2 separate regions of the Anser cygnoides genome follow, and region 1 is linked to region 2. Evidence: chromatin contacts called from public Hi-C data. All regions are on one chromosome and are shown on one strand. Each heading gives the region's core, a stretch centred on a gene start, on an enhancer-like site or on the middle of the called end of the contact. The rest is flanking DNA. Distances are from core to core; before and after follow the strand shown.

Region 1 (6,066 bases), core at 936-3,435, 46 kb after region 2:
CAACATGGACTGGGGCTTTGGTACAGAGAGACTGCTCTGCAGGTGTGTTCTCCTGCCCGTTACTTTGCCCCATCGTCTCTCGAAGGGTTGCCTCCTTAGTACCATGTCTGGAAAGTAGCGAATGCTTTTCCAAACTAGTTTTTTTCAGAGTATGTTCCTCATTGTCTCAAAGCACTATAATAATGATGTTGGAAGCCCTTCTGGTAGTGCTGTAGGTAGGATCAGTACATGATGAAGGCAGATTTGCACCAGCAGTTCTTTAGGCAGGAGCTCCTAAAGATCCTCCGGAGTTGGCAGGTACACTTGTTATGCTAGGTCTCCTTTCTCCCTGGGACAGCCTCTGCTCTCAATTGTAATCCAGATGGCTTTGAAGTGACCAAAAGTCCCCATTGCCTTCTGGAATGAGTGGCTAAGGGAAAACCCAGGGATGTGAATCATCACTTCTCCTCCTAGGTGAATGGCATCATCGTGCTTCTGTCAGCAGCTGTCATCAGAAACTAGCTGTACTCCCTTCCTATTGCAGTTCGCTCTTGAGCAAACTGTAGGCAACTTCCTGAGAGCAATAACCGTGCTTGGAAAGTCTTGAAGAGTATCTAAATATTTGGTGGTTGCTGTAGTGTGTAATTCCCAATGTGTACATGTGCTGCGCTGGGTGAGGAGCGGTGCTGGGTGGACCCAGCAGGGCGTGGGACTCACCCACCCAGCCCTGTCGGTGGTGCCCACTGGATGGTAGTTTCTCCCAAAGCAGGAATAGCTGGCTGCTGTTTAGCACGTCTGCCTCTTTACCATTTCTGAGTTTCAAATGGAAATGACATTAAACAAAGTGCACGTCTTAGGCACGCCATCTTCAGTGATTTGAGGCTGACCAAAATATCTGACGTGCCACAGCATGTGGTGGTGGCTCAGCGTGCTGTTCTCTGGCGGGCGGTATTTGGGTGATTCCAACCATCCTAGCAGCAGCAGTGGCCCTTGAGTAAGAGAGATGTGCTGCTGCCGCTGCCTGGCCCCCCTTGTGCTGGCAGCGCAGCTCTCTTCCCTCTTGGGAAGATCCCTCTACAGATGAGCATGTGCACCCAGCGCTGTCTGGGGATCTACTTATCACTTTCCCAAAGAGTGCACACACAGAGCCCTTGAGGAATGCCAAAAATGACCTGGGTTAACTTTGGGAGATACAGAAACTTTAGGCTAGCAGGTTTACTGAGACTGTCACAAGATGAGTTATATCAAGGCTCCTATTTGAAGCACTGCATCATGCCTGAAGACTCTGTGGCATTCCTCCACAACAGCCTTCTGAGCACGGGAGCGGCATGCCAGCAGCTGAGCGTGCTGCAGGCCACAGGGAGGTCTTCTCTAGAAAGGAACCTGCCAACTCGTTTCATCCTCACAAGTTAGGCATTGCAGAAAAGTTTTTTTTTTCTTTTCTTTTTCAACCTGAAATGAGGAGGCATGTTCCAATACCAGATCCTTAAATTTCCATGGAGACATTTTTGTTTGGGTTCATGCACTTCACATTTGTGTTTGCAGGCCAGGGGTGGAAACAGTTTTGTTTTTTTGTTGCTGAGGTGAAGAGAAAAAAGTAGAATTTAAAGAGCAAAAGGAATAGGAATTGAATGATAAGCCACTGTTTGAAAAAGGGAATTCACATGTGAGCGCTAGGCATTATGCAAGGCGAGTAGAGTTTGGCTGCTATGTATTGGTTTCTTGCTGAGAACAGAAGTGCTGTGCTGTCTTTCGGAGCTGAGCGCGCCTGCCTTGGAACACTGCACTGAATTACCCACCCCGGACAAGGCTTAGAAGGTGTGCTGGTGCGGCCAGCGCTGACAGACTCTGAAGACAGAGGTGTCTAAATCACAGCGTTGTGGGAATACATGGCCTTGATCATCTAAATCCAGTCCGTGAGGAGCTGAATAATAGCTTTTTCTTGCTGTGGAATTTGTGGATGCTGGCTCTTTAATCTGCCAGGAATGCACAGCCTGGATGTGTCATTGTGTCTCTCAACAAAGGCTTGGTTTCTTGCAGCGTGATGCAACACCAGTGGAGGTGGGAAGTTCACGCAGTGTCAGAAGGTCACCAGCTATGTCTGTTAACCAGAGCTCCTGTTGTTCTTCGGGGCTGTGACCTGCAGGTTTATTTGCATTAAATCTATTATTTCCGCAGCAGCTGCTGAGAGCAAATAGCGCAGAGCTGATCGGGGAGCGTGCTGGCAGCAGGTTACCTGTGACAGGGAGTGAAGTACGAGGGTGAGCCGTGGCACTGCGTAATAGCAGCAGCAAGAATTTATGGCATCATTTTCACTTCACGCATAATCACTAGGGCATAGAGTCATTCCTCTTCTGCACATCAGTGAGAAGCACGAGCAGCAGATGAAGGTTTGGGGGTGTTGCCTTACCTAGTTTGTGACTGAGGCCGCTGAAGGTGATGCTTTGAAAAGCTTGCGCGTTGTCCCCAGGAGAGGCACAGGGGTCACCAGGCTGAGCGTGGCCCTGGGCGGCTGCCAGGAGTCACGGGGCCGCCTGTGAGCTGCGGGTGGCCTCCTTGGGGTCACAGTGGGCATCCTGTGAAGCAACTGCCCAGCAGGAGGTCTGCTGTGGATGCTAGCCAGAAGCTGCGCAGTTGTCCTCTCTTCCCTCTGTAGATTCCCCGTGAGCACGACACGCTGTCTGACGTGGCTGTGGCAGAAGCCAGTCATATTTTTGGTTGCATCTTCCTCTGATCACGTGAGAGGTAGCAGTTTTACTTTGTGTAGCTCTACTGAAAGCATGTACAGGTTACTCTGTGCTGTTCCTCCACGCTCAGAGTTTCGGAAGGCTGCAGTAGAGCCTGGAAGTGTGGAATGCTCCCGAGCCTTGGGAGGGGTGAGGTGAGCAAGGCCAGGCACGGCACCCTCTGCAGTCAGGGAGCCCGAGAGCCTTAGCAGGACTTCTGAGCCACGGGTAGGCACTGGGCAGCTCAACCCTATGAGCAGCTTTGCCTGCAGGATGGATTTGCTGTGCTGCCCAAAGAGGTCTTGGCTGTAGTTCCCTGCCCTCCATCGGGGTGCCAGGTAGCCATTAGCATGGCAAACGTGGTTCCAGAAAGATTTAAGAGAAAACATTTCTTCAGGGCTTGTTTTCAGACAGATCAGCAGGCCTGTGACTTGTTTTGCTTCCAGCCACGGCAGCCCTTCCTGGCTAGGGAAGGTAACTGTTGTTGGCTACAGGATTGGCTTAAAGAAATTGTTAAACTGCAGGCTTGGAGGCGTTAACTGCACTGGCTCCTTGTGAGCGTCTCTGCCAGTTAAGCAGCCTGTCCTCTAGTCTCCGTGCAGCCTAGACCTTGCTAACCTGTAGCACGGTGTCTCTCTCAGGTGTTCCAGTGCAGGTGGCAGTGCCCTTCCTGTGTGGGGAAGCAGCAGGGAAGGAGGGGGGTTGAGAGGCTGTCACCCCAAATAATGGGCGAGGTGAGAAGTGGTGAATAACAGCCCGTGGTATGGCCAAGTGCAGGTGCCAGAGTTTGTCCTGTGCTGGAGCTGTTTAGATTTCAGCGTGCATAATGAGCATGCTACGTGCTTGGAAACTTGTAACTGCAAATCGCGTTACCTTCCTACATGTGTTCGGCTGCCTTCGAGGCAGCCTCCTGCTTCAGGTCCTCGCTCCTGCAGCAAGGAGGCTTCTGGCATGCCAATGGTGGTTGCAACCTCAGGTCATTCCTCCCTGTGTGGGAGCTGCTGGAACTGGTGATCAGGGGCAGCACAGTGAAAACAAAGTGATATTATGAAACCTTGAGAACAGCGGGGAGGCAGAGGCAGGCTGGTGAGCGCAGGAACCCCGGGGGCTTTTGGTGCTATGTGAATTGCGTGCTGAGTGGGGAGCGCTTGTTGGCTGCCCTGGCTGAGTGCTTCAGCGTGGCAGAGGGGTCTCCAGAAGCTATGCCTCTTCAGCAGCACTCAGTAGGTGTATTTTCCAGTGAACCGTAGAATCACAGAATGGTTTGGGTTGGAAGGGACCTTAAAGATCATCCAATTCCAGCCTCCTGCCATGGGCACGGACACCTTCCACTAGACCAGGTTGCTCAAAGCTCCATCCAACCTGGCTTAAACCCATGACAGTTGTGAACCAGAACTGGCAACTTCACATCTTTCTGCCATGCTCCTTTTATTTCCTCCTTAGCTCGTTTGCCACGCTTTTCTTGTAACTGCTGGTGAGGTGCCAGCTTCACTGCAGAGCATGGTGGTGGTTGTCGCAGGCCATGGATGTAGGCTTTTCTGAGAGCAAGATGGCGTGTGTCACCTTTACTGCTGGCTTTCCAAAGCAAGTCTCCTTTCTCAATCCCACCCTGAGGCTCCGTGACTCAGGCAGTCGTGTGTCTTTCTGTTTTGGGTAACCACTTTGTCTTGCCAAAGGCACACGGGAGCTTGTAGGCTGGCTGGATGGGTGTTTTTCTTGTGTTAGAAGGCAGTCTCTGGCTGTAATGGTGTGGGTGCAGATAAGAGCTCTGAATCTGCAGTGTGCATGTTTTGAAGCTTCTGAAGTCAGCAGCTTTCCATGCATATACCACGCAGGGCCAGTGTGCTACCATGGCCAGGTCAGGCTCCAGACTGGTGAGCACTGGGGTTAACGTGCTGGGGAAGGACTCTCTCAGCAGCCTTTGATTTCGTTAGGGACCAAAATTAGCAGTACAGTTCTGGCATCGCACTGGAAATGTGCTTCTAACTGCACTTGCCTTGGCACATGCAACAGAGGATTACTACTTGGAGCGCGAAATGCTTCTTCACAGGAAAATACACGCAGCTCATCAAGTGAAGAGCTACAGCCTAGCAGCCGCAGGCTGGCCCAGTGCTTTGGGTCAGATGCCTTGGGGCTGCAGGTCAACAGCAAGTTCGGAGAGTCTCGGAGGTGGGGTTTTGGGAGGCCGCAGATGGTGTTTCTTGTGCAGGCAGCAGTTACTGCCAGCCCAGCAGATCTGGCAGGACTGGAACAGCCTCAAGGATGACTTCAGAGCCGCGCCGTCAGCCCCATTACTTGGTTTTCTCAGAGCTGGTGTGACGAGGCAGAATATGTGTCAGCTGGGCTTGCTCACAGTGCTGCTCCCCGGGAAGGAGTATCAGATAGACACAGAGTTTCCTGTCTAGACCCCAGTAATTGTGGTGAGGAGGGTTTTGCATGTAAGTTCCTGCTCTTTCTCCTGTGATTACCTAAGCAGAAACCAGGCCGCAGCTTCTCAGGAAGGAACACCTTGCTCCTGCCACATGCATTGGAAAATGTCGTGATAGTCTGCCTCTCACCCTCCTTTATGTGGGCCATTGGTCCAAGTGAGAGCCAGCTGCTGTGCTGGCTCTGGCGCTGCACGCTGCCGGCCTGGAGAACAGCTTAGAAAGTTTTCAGACTCCGAACTGTGGGTGCAGCATTTCCTTTGCCTGCCCCAGCATTTCAAGATGATCTCTTGAAAAATGTCTCTTTCCTGGTGGGCATAGGTGGAGAACGGAGAGGATAAAAAGTCTGTTTTGTAGACTAATATAAAAAATGTTTTGAATACATAGAAATCAGCTCTGCGGAAGCTGCTCTCTTCCTATAGCCAGCAGGGCAAGGAGGCTGCAACTCCGGGAGCTTCCTCTGAGCGCAGACCCATGCAGCTTTTCTATGACGTGTCTCCCCTCCCAACCTTCACATTCAGTTCCCTAGATGTGAAATCCATCAACGTCTTCCAGGAGCAGCATGAGAACACAGCGGTAGTTGCAGAAGTCCTGCCCTGCTAGAGCGTCAGCACTGTGCTGGGAAGTCATTAGCAGTGGTAACCCACAAGGTGCTTCCTCTGCCACCAGTTTCCTGAAAAGCAGCTCTAAAAAGCAAGAGGGATCCCATGTGTCGGGGGACCATGGGTGAGAGAGATGAGGAGCCCTTTACCGTACCCGTGGCCTTGGCTTTTGTTAACATCCTTTACTATTTAAATAAAAGTCCTTCAGTATTTAGAAATGGGACTGGAAGGGGTGTCCTCACAGCATGGGAATTTGCCAGGTACGCAGAAGTGTCGCTGTGGGGTCAGCTGTGAGAGGATGGATGCAGAGTGATGGCAGCAGGGCCCTACCAT
Region 2 (6,045 bases), core at 1,455-3,954:
CACCAGCTGGGGCTGGGCCGTGAGTGGCTCAGCTCCCAGCACGGGCACAGCCAGGTGCCAGGCATACCTCTGCAGGGACTGAGGCCGAGGTCAGCGAGCGCCAGCAGTGGGGATTTGGTGGCTTGGTGCCGTGGCTGGAGGAGCAGCAGGGCTGCCAGGCGGTCCTTCAGCTCAGGCGGCAGCGCCCGTTCATTGGGCTGCCTGCAAAGCGCCTTGTCTGCAACAAGGACAGGGGAAGAGCTTAGCTCCCCGCACTGCCCAGCCACGGGGCTCTGCCAGAGAAAGGCCCCTTTTGCTGGCCTGGCAGAGCCACTTTGGCTACCCAGCAATCCTGTGTCACGGCTCTAAGTTAGGGATCTCCTGGTGGCCTGGCCCCGCTCCCAGAGGCAGCTCATCCTATGAGGTGACCTTTACGTCTCCCACGTACCAATTATTTCCTTGACACTGTGGGCATCCAGATCCAGGAGCACTGTCCCCTTCTGCAGGCATGTCCGCAGCTCGAAGAGGCTGTGCAGGGGGAGGGCTGGGATGTGGGGCATGCTCCAGCGCTCCCCTCCATCCTCCACCTTCTCCTCGAACTTTATCCACCTACCCAGGAAGAATGACAGGGTCAGTGGCACGAAGTAGGCTGCTCTGGTGTCCTGTGCCCAGCAGCAGGAGCCGCAGATCCCTGATCTCAGCATGGCGCTAGACCAGGCAGGATCGGGTTTTGGGGCCCGGGGCTGGCAGTGTGGGTGGCTGGTGGCAGGAGCAGCCTGGGCAGGTACATCCCTGCCCCTGCCACCTCACACCTTGCTCTGAGTTCCTGCCCAGAGGAATTTCACCCATCCCCATAGCTAGCAGTGCTTGCTGGCAGTCAGAAGAGACGTGTTTTGAGGCATTTACCATGAACAGGCTGTGCCAAATATTTGCAGACCAGCACACACAGAGCTTCCCTTTGTCCCACCAGCATGCGGCGCGGTGCGAGCGTGCCCAGCAGACTGCCTGCAGGCCCAGTGCTGGCTGTTCCTCCAGGCAGGCCCAGGGGAGGCCCATGGCGGCTGAGGCGGAGCCTGGGGCACTGCCATGCTGGGAGAGGACAGCTGAGTACGGAGGAGAGCCCCCAGCACACCGACTTTTGGCTCTGGGGCAAGGGCACCCGCTTCCCCTCCATTCCCTCTGGCCTCTGCAGCAGGCCTGCTGCTGCCGGAGCCCCCTTTCGCACGCATCCCAGCATCCCGCCCATGCATCCCCATCTGCTGCAGAGGGGTGGCGCGGCGAGGGGACACGTCCTGGCCACGCTCCTACCCCACACCAGCACACGGCTGGCCCTGGCTCCTCTCCACTGGTGCCTCTGCCCCAGGGTCCCATCCTCCCTCCCTGGCCCGAGGTGACCCAGCCAGCCCTGAGCTCCATCTACTCCTCCGCTCCCGGCTCTCACCCTCGGGTTGTTTCTGACTCCTGCTGCCTCAGGCATCTGAGCCATTTCCACATCCTGCTCCTTCTTTCCCCCTATGTACTAGTTCCACCCTGGAAGTGCTGCCCTGTGGCCTAAACGTTTTTCCAGGCCTTTCTTCCATGCTCTAGAAAAGAAATCAATTTGTCTCCCAGGCCTTCAGGTTGTGTGCACAGGGACCATGGCCGCAGGCCTGGTCCCCCTGCTGGGCTGAGATCCAACTCCTCAACGCTGTCCCAGAATTTTTGAGGAGAGCAGCACACCCTCATTTTCAGCAGCAATTTCTGGGAAGGTTGCATCCACTACTCGGGAAGAGCTGCCTAGTGTTGCTGGACTGCTCATGGTCTGCACCCAGGCTTCGCCCCTGATGCCAGTGCACTGCAGGATACGTCCTTCTCCCCAGCTCTTCTATGACACCTACTTTCCCTGTTTTCCCACAGTGATCTTGCTGCTACGCTTTCGGTTCTGCTTCAGCTTCAGCTGTGCCGGGCCAGTGCTCAAAGACAGTGAGCAATGAAGCACTGTCCCATCACCAGCTTGCAGCATAGATGCTGAGGCCTTGGAGAGGCAAGAAATGCAGAAGCAGAACTAAGGAAATACATGTGTCAGCACTGTGCAAAGGCAGGGTCACTGTCTGCACCTTGCCTGACACTGTGTCCTCACGGGTGGTGGAAACTTTCAGATGAAATGAGTCACTCAAAATTAGGAAGAAGAATTTCTTGGAAGACATAGCATGGGCACTGGAGGGGGGAGAGCAAACTGAGCATCCCTGTTGTTGAGGAACCATTACAAGCCAGAGTAAGGCAGGAGACTTGCCCAGCAGACAGCTCAGCACTGCTGGAGCAACTAGTAGTCTAAAGACCATTTCACCCTGCGTTCCCCAAGCATCACCAGCTGGCCTGACCACAGCACGAGTGCCTACCTGGCCGTCTCTTTCCACTCCAGGCCTGCCGGGGTGCTGAGCAGCTCATTGAGCTGGATGAACAGCAGTGGACACTTTCTGTCCCCCACCTCTTCCTGTTGCAGGATGGCACGGACTCGCTCTGCTGCTGAGGAGATGCTTGAGGCAAAGATGCTGCAGCTGACCACTGGGTAGAGGACATCGGAGCTGCTGCTCGGGGTGTCTTCTTGCCTGAGCTGTGAGTGGGCATCTGCTGCCTGCAGAGCTGCGCTGGCCGGCCCAGGCACTTGGTCTCTCATTGTGACCAGCGACTGGGAGCCACGTGCACCAGCTTTGCTGGGTGCTCACTCTTCTGGAGTTGCTGGCATCTTGCTCATCTCACCCTTATAAAAGCTGTGAGCCGGTTCAAACTGGCCACAGACTAACAGCCAGGAGCCAAACCCCAAACAGCATTATCAAAATACAGTGGCCAGCCCTGAAAACCTTGGTGTCTCTGGCTCCCACTGCTCCTATTCCCCAACCTGGGCAAGAGACCTGGGGACCCCAGGTCTGCCACCTTAAACCTGGGCTTGTGGGTGACACGGCCCATCCTTACCCACCTCGCTTGCTGCTGGGGACAATGACATGAGCCAGATAACCATCGTGATGGCTCTGTGATTGCTGCAGTGAGGATGAGATTGGGCTTTCTTGGTTAAATGTCAGAACCCACCACCCACACCTGCCTCCTAGACCAACCACACACCTGTACATGTGTTGTTGGAGGAAGCAGCTTGTCTACAAGCACTCCTGCACCCTCCCAAACCTCAGTGGACTCTGGAGAGCACACAGAAAGGCCAACCCCGTGAAGCCAACGACAGTATGGGTGCGTGTGCCAGGCAGCCCTTGCCCACTCTCCCCACAGTGTGTGGGAGGAGGGAGCACACGGCCCCATGGCAGTGTTTGCCGGGGAGGGGGATGTAGCACCATGCTCTTCCCTTGCTGCAGTGGGGCAACGGGGATGTGCGACAGGGAAGGATGTGTCACCGCTGAGGAAATCCAGAGTGGGGCAAGAGGGAGCCTTTGGGAGATGAGGAGTTGCTGGCGGGCTCACGGCAGAAGGTGAACAGTGCGTCATGAGTGGCGACAAGGGCCATCACGGCATGCAGAGGATGTCACCATGGGATGAGGCAGGCAAGCGGATGTTGCAGCGTGTGCAAGGAGGAAGGATGTGGGGACATCTGTACAGCCCTCCTGGGCAGAGGGAGCTGGCACAGTGAAGCCACAGCCAGTGGAGACAGAGCCTGTGCCCTGATGTGCGGGGCCGCCACAGAGCTCAGTGCTTCCCCTTCCCATCACTGCTCCACCAGTGCAGGATGAAGGGACCAGCCCTCACTTGTCCTAGCAGCAAGGGGCTAGTCGGCCTACTCGGACCGTCTTTGACCCACTCTCACCATCCCCAAGCAACTGTTAGCAGCCCACCCTCCTCCGTGAGGGCAGCTGGACACCCCAGCCTGTGCCTTGAGCTGGCCACGCCTGGAGAAAAGCTGACGGCAGGGAGCTGTGCCCTGTGCCGCTGGGCCAGGGCAGGATGGAGACAAGCCTGCTGTGTTGCCACAACATGCAGCCCTGCCTGCACTGCCGTGGGGTTTTGCTACCTTCATTCCTTCCAAACAAACAGTCCCGTTGTATACAGTGCAAATACCACAACATGCAACACAAACAGCCCAGCAAACACTGGCTGTTTGTACTGGAACCAGTCAGTCTGTGCAGGAGTTGGTGCTGGGAGCAGCCTGGAGCAGGGCCAGGCACCACCATTGCTGAAGTCACGTTTCAGGGGAGCACGGGTGGTCATAAACTCGGGCCCTAGTGCCAAAGGGGCACACGATGGCCTGTGGTGGGCTGGTATCTGCTCCGCAGCAGCTGTAGCTTGGGCTCAATGGGCCAGGAGCTGAGGCTAAGGCCACGGTGGTAGCTCTGCTCCACAGTGAGGCACTGGGATGTGCGAGACCCTCTGTGCTGAGCAGGGACAGGAACTCTTTTTGCTTGTGCTGCTCAGCCTCTCCTGTGCCTTCCCCAGGTAGCTGTGACAGTCCTGCACTGGTCCCCATTCCCCATGTGGCACCCAGTCCCACCCCAAGAAGGGCTCTCATCTTGTTTTGGTCAAATGTCTTTTTCCTGCTCCTCGTCCCCCCATTCCCTGCACACCTCCTAGCCAACCTCATTATCCCAAAGCTACAACCACATCTGCCTTGTGCCTATCCACTGCCCTCTACCTGCATCCCATCGGTCATCGCAGACCTCCAGCAAACCAGGTTTGCTCTGGCACCAGCAGCTACTGACTGGGGCTTCCCACCTACCAGGCCCATCCCCAGCCCCTTCTGGGGCTGCCACGCTTCCCCAGTGCTCCTTGGGCGAAGTGGGAGGTCATGACTGGGAACAGCTCTACAGCTTCAGCAGCCCACCCCACACCCCCAGGCTGTCCTGTTCTAGGGGCAGTCATTGCCCACCTGGCTCAGGAGACACTAGATGTCCTCTCTGCTCTGCTGTGTTCCCTGTCCTTGTCGCTTCTACCTGCTTCTCCCATCACGTACCAGATTCTCACTTCTCCCTTTCAGTTTAATGCTGATCCTTTTCTCTCACTTCTCTGCTCACTTCTCAGCCACATCTCAGCCTGCCACATCCCCAGGGATCCAAACACTGCCCTCAGGGCTGGACCCTGGCACCCACGTCCTCCAGAGGCCTTCACCATGCCAGCTGTGCTCCGTGTACCTGCTGGGTTGTTTGCCCTGCGATAGCAGTGTTTTCCTAAGGAGTGTGCCAGCGCACACGGATGGTTTGCAGGTTACCAGCTACGCAGCAGCTTTCATTTGGCCTGTGGAGAGCCACCTAGGTGTGCAGTGTGGAAAAGCTGACCTGTGGTTTGCTTCCAGAGCAGAGGTGAAGACGGGGCATGTGTGCAGGCAGGGACTGTGGAGCAGATCCCAGCCTGCAGTGCCTGCCCCTCCCCAGCCGCTGGCTGCTGTGCTGCCACAGGCAAGAAAAGTATGGTAATAGGGAAAGAAAAGCGTGCTCGCCCTTGGATTTGCTTTCTCTCTGGTGTTCAACACCGACCTGCAAGGAGAGGAGTAGAAAGGGATCTGTACACATCTTTCCCGGGGTATTTGATGGGTGTTTGAGCTTGACCTCCACCTTGGTTCTTCTGGAATAACCAGCTTTTTTGGCCGTTTTCCTCCTCTGTTTGCAAAAGGTCTTTTCGCACAGTGGCTAGAGAAAAGAACAGTTGGAAAAAAAAAAAAAAAAGTGTTTGCAAAGCCACTGGAACTGGCCCAGGCCCAGGCCCAGGAAAAGCACCTGAAACCACTCTGACCCTGCCGTAACAGGCTGGCAGCGTTTGCCCAATTCAGCCAGTAGCATGGGCTGACCTGTCTTGAGCAAGAGTCACAAAGCTGCTTCCAGGGCACAGCAAGAGCTTTATTGACCTCAGCACTGCCATACGTGCCTGGGTCTGTGCCTCAGCAACCCGTGAATGAATGTAAGGCTGGACATGCAGAAGCAGCAGGATCTTACAGGTGAGGACTTACAGGACTTAAGAGACAAGAAAGGTGGGGAGGCTTCAGGGCACGCAACCTTCTCTCAGGTATTCCTGAGGCCCCATTAGTAGACCTGAAGGCTCGAAAAGTGATTCCTTATGTGCTTCAAGATTATTGGGGCATTCATGTTTCTGCATCCC

The links. Hi-C and Micro-C count contacts between places; a contact is called where the count stands out from the background.
Region 1: a contact with region 2 is called in a Hi-C map of fetal liver, with 1.7 times the contacts expected there. The contact joins the enhancer-like site here to the promoter of SLC4A9 in region 2. A contact is called at or near these places in 5 of 7 Hi-C or Micro-C datasets (fetal liver, granulosa cells and liver).

Annotation. Positions count from the first base shown.
Region 1 is chr14:11,364,621-11,370,686 of Taihu_goose_T2T_genome, forward strand. All of the region lies in intron 3 of PFDN1 (prefoldin subunit 1), which reads left to right. Among named protein-coding and RNA genes, the nearest start is that of PFDN1, 27 kb to the left of the region's middle. Within about 2 kb of position 2,186, at least 1 of the 3 cell types and tissues checked has open chromatin away from gene starts, as enhancers often do. A contact at or near this core is called in fetal liver, where this site is marked.
Region 2 is chr14:11,317,839-11,323,883 of Taihu_goose_T2T_genome, forward strand. It overlaps SLC4A9 (solute carrier family 4 member 9), which reads right to left and starts at 2,705. Exons shown (of 22, transcript XM_066977298.1): 1 at 2,358-2,705; 2 at 428-588; 3 at 68-217. The coding sequence starts at 2,635.